Linked DNA regions of Oryzias latipes: region 1 is linked to region 2. The links are chromatin contacts, called in public Hi-C maps. All regions are on one chromosome and are shown on one strand. Each heading gives the region's core, a stretch centred on a gene start, on an enhancer-like site or on the middle of the called end of the contact. The rest is flanking DNA. Distances are from core to core; before and after follow the strand shown.

Evidence for each region. Hi-C and Micro-C count contacts between places; a contact is called where the count stands out from the background.
Region 1: a contact with region 2 is called in a Hi-C map of fibroblasts, with 2.2 times the contacts expected there. The contact joins two enhancer-like sites. A contact is called at or near these places in 4 of 5 Hi-C or Micro-C datasets (embryo, fibroblasts and gastrula embryo).

The regions. Positions count from the first base shown.
Region 1 is chr4:14,412,450-14,415,310 of ASM223467v1, reverse strand. It overlaps a transcript of lhx9 not described here. Among protein-coding and RNA genes, the nearest start is that of nek7, 8.1 kb to the left of the region's middle. Within about 2 kb of position 1,605, at least 2 of the 8 cell types and tissues checked have an H3K27ac peak or open chromatin away from gene starts, as enhancers often do.
Region 2 is chr4:14,334,212-14,336,911 of ASM223467v1, reverse strand. dennd1b (DENN domain-containing protein 1B) reads left to right here. Exons shown (of 23, transcript XM_011474042.3): 5 at 173-292. Among protein-coding and RNA genes, the nearest start is that of dennd1b, 48 kb to the left of the region's middle. Within about 2 kb of position 1,266, at least 2 of the 8 cell types and tissues checked have an H3K27ac peak or open chromatin away from gene starts, as enhancers often do.

The DNA of each region.
Region 1 (2,861 bases), core at 356-2,855, 78 kb before region 2:
GAAATAAACTGCAGCTACACTTTCTACCTATTTACATTTATGATATGCTGTAAATGATCCCCAAAGGGCTCCCAAAGACAGTCAAACCTCAATTTAATGTCTTAAATATCTTGAATGTCTCTATGTTGGTAAATTCCATAAGAGAAAAATGAAAGCTTGAAAACTTTTGGATTAGCTTTCGGCTTCTGTTCGAAATGCTTTTTCTGAAGCCTTGTTTTCTTTCCCCTGTCTCACATTTGTCAAAATCCCCCAAGTTTTATAAAGAAAGTTCCCACATGACAGAAAATATGTTGTGTTGTCAGCAATGTTTTGGTCAGATTGCACAGCTGTCGTTTTCTGCAACTGGAGGACGAGATAAAAGAAAAGGGAGAGATGTGAGCTGACAGAAAGGTCTCTTTTCTTACCTGTTGCTGCGCTGATGTCCTTTTGTGATATTCGGAAAGATTTGTTACATCCAACACCAGTCAGTACAACAGCATTTCTTTACATTAACAACATGTTTTTGCACATAAACACCAGAATGTTAGAAATTCAGTTGATTTATTTCACCTCTCGGACGACTTATATAAGAAATAGCTGGACTGGCTAAATCAACTTGCTGACAAGAAGGCTGATATCAGATTCAATTTGTATATATATTAAGTCAATTAATACTCATAAATATATATAGATGAATTGATATACATGTTATTTTATTGTATTCCTACAATCCAACTAGATAGATTTGTCTGAGGTAAGTTGTTATGTGAATCAACTTGTACCTTTATAATCTCAGTTCAGAATAAAATTAAATAAATTGATCAAAATCGATATTTGAAAATCTCATTTGGATTAAGACACAGTAAGTTTATTTTACTATAACGTAAAAAACAACCAAGTGCATCACAGTGGACAACACAGAAAATTATGATGTCATCAGTGCCATCATTACCGTCTAATGTGAATTTAGCAAAGACATGGGAATATACAGTGTGGAAGAATGTTCTAACAATATTTGGATATATTTGGATGTGGAAAAATAACAGTGGGTTGTACTTAAGGAAACAAAAATGTGAACGGATTTGCCGTTAATTCACATTTAGTTGTTTGTCCACATTTTTAATTTACACTTAATTATATTGCAAGAAATACAAGAATACTGGAAATCGTCACTTACACTGTTCAGAACTAAGGTATTTATCTCTGAGTCACACTGGTTAAAGTCTTGGCTAAAGATGTTCTGGATCAATATTAAGTCAGTGAACTGAATTGGATTGTTTTAAAATGAAATGATATCTACTATGAACAGTATCGTCAACAACAAATTTTTATATGAATCAAATAATTGTTCAAATGAATTGTTACACTCCTAATATATATCAATTCTGTATATGTGTGTGGATGTTTGTGTGTATGCATACACAATCCAATAGGTAAGTTGCATTTCAGTCAGAAACAGAGAAGCCCTGCATTTCTTGTCAACACAAGACCCGCGATGTCCAGAATTTTCATCCAGCAGCTCTGAAGGAATGCGTGGAAGGCTGTGTTTGTTTGTGTTTCCGCTGCAGCCGGGCTTCCCGTAGCTCTGTGGTGTCAACCTGCCCACTTTCCTCCCATCAGACGGTGGAACACAGCCCTGCTGCCACAGCGCACACAGGCACCCTGGCGACTGAGGTTTCCTCTTGGACTGACTGAAGTGTTTGCTGTTTCCCACATTTTTGGAATTCAACACCAGCCTGCTCACCAGTCTCCATGTGGCTTTGGTCTCTCTTTCTCTCTCCCTCATTTCCTTCTTTTTTTTCTGTTTCCTCCCCACACTCTTTCCAACTATTATGACACCCATAAATTTTTGTTACTCATATGGCAGCTGGTATACTCAAACTTGTACACCCAATTTTTAAAAAATAAAATAAAAGCAATTATGTGTGCATGACTTTTATTTTAAATAAATGGAGGTGTAGATCTGAATGAAAAATGGAGCTTAAAGTTATGCAGATGTTCAAATGAAAACTCTGTTTTTAATATTATCCACAGTAATAAATTTAGAAACCATGGATGTTTTACGTTTAGCTGGAAGTCAATAACAAACAGGGTTAAATCTTATATTTTTCCAGTGGTGTTTTTTTTTCTCATATGAGGTAATATGCGCATGACCGATAATCCATGTGCTTTATTTTGCAGCTGACAATAGACTGTACAATTCAATCAAAGACAATAATACACATCTCAAGGAAAATGTTAAATAGAGGATGAGGTGCATGCAAAATGAGAATCTCTTCTTTGTCTGCTTCATCTTTTTTTCCCCACTTCCTTCTCTCGTTACAGCCAGATGGCAAAGCTCCAGCTCTGCAGTCCTCTTCATGCACTCATCATCTTTGATGGGCATCCTGCTGCCGAGTTTCAAGGAGGCCATGTGTTTACGAAACGACACTCGTAACAAAAGAAAACTTCTACTTAGCAAGCTTACACAACAGTGGGTGTGGGGTGGAGGAGGTGTGGGGTGGTGGGGGGTTTGGGGGCAGCGATATATATATTTATATATATGTGTGTGTGTGTGTGTGTGTGTGTGTGTGGGTGTGTGTGGGTGTGTGTGTGTGTGTGTGTTGCATTGTAGGAGCAGTAATGAGGGGTGGTGTGCGTTTATGTGTGTTCATACCAAAAACATCCATATGATCTCAGTTTCACTCTGCTCATGCAGGAGGTCAGTCAACCCTCTTCCAATCATGTCCTGCCATTCTGTTGGGTTCCCATAAACTATGTTACATTTGACTGTATTTCAGCCCATTTATCGGTCCGGTACAGACTTCTGTTCACACAGCGTTGGCATGATTATCATGATTATCATACACTGTTGGGTTTCTTCACTTTGGACAAAATTTGTT
Region 2 (2,700 bases), core at 17-2,516:
TCACTTTGATTGTAGAGTTTGTATGATTAAGCTGATCAAAATTTGGATTTTTACACAATTAAAAAATCTTGGATTTATACTACGTACTATATTTTATTGATGTGCTTCTGGTTATTTCGGCTTGAGGTGCTTGTGTGCCTAAACTATATATATTTTTTCCCTTCTGGGATAGGGTTTCCCAGAATCAAGTGGGACAGAATTTTACCTTTGTGCTCACGGATATTGACAGCAAGCAGAGGTTTGGTTTCTGTCGACTCACTCAAGGCTGCCGGGTCTGCATATGTCTTCTCAGGTAATATACTTTTTCAACTTTGTCTGCAAAATATGGCTTAAACATTCAAAGTATTTTAAAAATTATTTTAGCTATTATTAATATAGATTTTACACCATCATCAATTCCAAATGTCAAAACAGAGTTTGATTTTTCTAAAATACAAACACAACACTACATTTAACTTTTCACTTTAAGTCTTTTAATTAATAAAAAAATATATTAAAAAATACTTTTTTCCCAACCTACTTTATTAAGAAAGCCCGAAATGGTTTTTATTTTTTTTAAATACTCTAAAATAAAAGTAAGCTACATTTTTATTATTATAAATATGTATTTTTTAGCCGCTGTATTTAATTCTTATGAGGGAAAACTTTTTTTGAAAATAGCTGATCTTAAAAGAGGACACACATTTCTGACCCAGCCTCTTCAATTATTTTTTGCTCTTTACACACATCTTCACGAAGCCAAAATTACAAATTCATATTTCTCATCTGCCCACACAAATATGTAACTAAGGTATATCTCCTAATATCTAAATGTTTAGCAGCTTGTTCTTCTTTATAAAAGGATATATTTTAATACTGGTTATATTATCAGCGCATGTTTAAATGTTAAATAAGTTTTTCTTCACATATTTAAGCTCCAACAAAATTTATAAACAGTTGACTCCTCCATTATGGCAAGTGTTTATATGTAATTACTCTGTGTTTAAAAAGAAGCATTCTTGTGAAACTCTCATGGGACAAACTCACACACTTTAATAAAAACTGGAAAAAAAAGTCCAAAATGAATGAATTTTTAATTAATGTAGTGAGCAGTTTAACAAACAACAAGCTGGAAAAAGAGCACAAAGCCTTTCCTTGTTCTCTGTTAGTGAACCAGCGCTCCTGTCAGGGCTGTTCGCCTGTGTGTGTGTGTTTGTGCGAGTGTGTGGCTGTTGATGGACAGTCGTGGGTTTGTCGCTGCCTGCATGAGCTGCTGTGAAGCTCGGTGCCCCACACACACACACACAGACGCACACACCACCCACCCTTCCCGGCCAGCTTCCATGGCCTTTGTTTTTCTTTTCTCTCCCTCTTCGTCTCATGCTCTCTGTCTCTCCCTCCGTCTCTTCCTCTCTTTTCTCCTCGTTATTCGGCTACTGCCACAGAGCGACAGCAAAGACGCTTGGCCCATAATTATGCATGAAGCTTCACTGCCAATTAGTAGAGGCTCCCCTGTCCCTCTCGCTGAGTTAGACATGCTAATTCATTTGACATATGATGTATAAAATTCATTATGCATTCTGAGTAGTTTGCATGACTTGCTTCATTTAAAATAATAAAATGTATAGATTTTTTTTTTGGTTAATTGAAATTTGTTTTGTGCTCCCCAGTTATGTTTTCCTCTCCTGATTTCTTCCCCCTGTTTATTCTATAATTGCTCCTCTGTGTTGGCAAAATACAAATGAAAACAGTCCAAAGCATAAAAAGTATCTTATTTTAGAAATGTAAGAAATGCATACTTTTATGCAAGTTTTTAAATTAAATCTTTGGGGGGAAAAAATAATGAAAAAAGAACAAAAAAGCTATTTTATTTCGTTGGCACCAAAGAGAAATCAATAAAAATGTCATGTTAAAAGTCTAAAGTAAATTTTCACGACTGTCCAGTTAAAATGTAAAATAAAATTGCCAGGCTGCCCTGTTACTGTTTATTTAAGTGTTTCCTCTGAATATAAAATAAAAGTCATTACAACAGTTTGCGTCTGTGATTGCTGAAGTGCTTGGATCATAAAATTGTCACCTCTGCTCACAGGAGGAAGTGCCTTAATGAGTAGGACAGCTTTATGTGGACAGGTCTTTGTGGTCTCATTGCTTATGTCGTGGTCATGAGGAAAAGGCCTCTCTCTTCCAGGCACACACACCAAAAAATAATTAAAATAAAAAATAAATAAATACAAAAAAAAAACTACTTTTTCTCCCCCTTCCCACATCAATTCATAATTTTCTTTAAAAAAAAAAACATATTTTTTTGTGTTTGGACCTTTTCTAATTATTTGTAGCTAAAAAGAAAACAAAATTCCATTTGGGGCTCCAGCTGACAATTTCAGGAATTATGCTGCTGCTCGTGGCCACTTCTTCAGGTGTTCGAAGACACTTCCTTCCCTGTACTTAACCCCAGACCTGAGAAAGTAAATGTGTCACGCAATTTTCCACAAAGTGTACACTGACTTACGATTACAAATGCCTATACATTAAGAAAGATTTAAGACTCATTGGAGGAGCATCAATAAAAGTGCCTAGACTTCCATAGTTTGTGGCAGCTTAAGAGAGCTACAACATAAACTTTCAGTCTTTAGTTTTCTGAAAACGCTCAAGTTTTATTTTACTGTGGTTATTTACAGTGCTTGTAAAACCGAAATGTAGAAATCCGGCCATGACAGTACT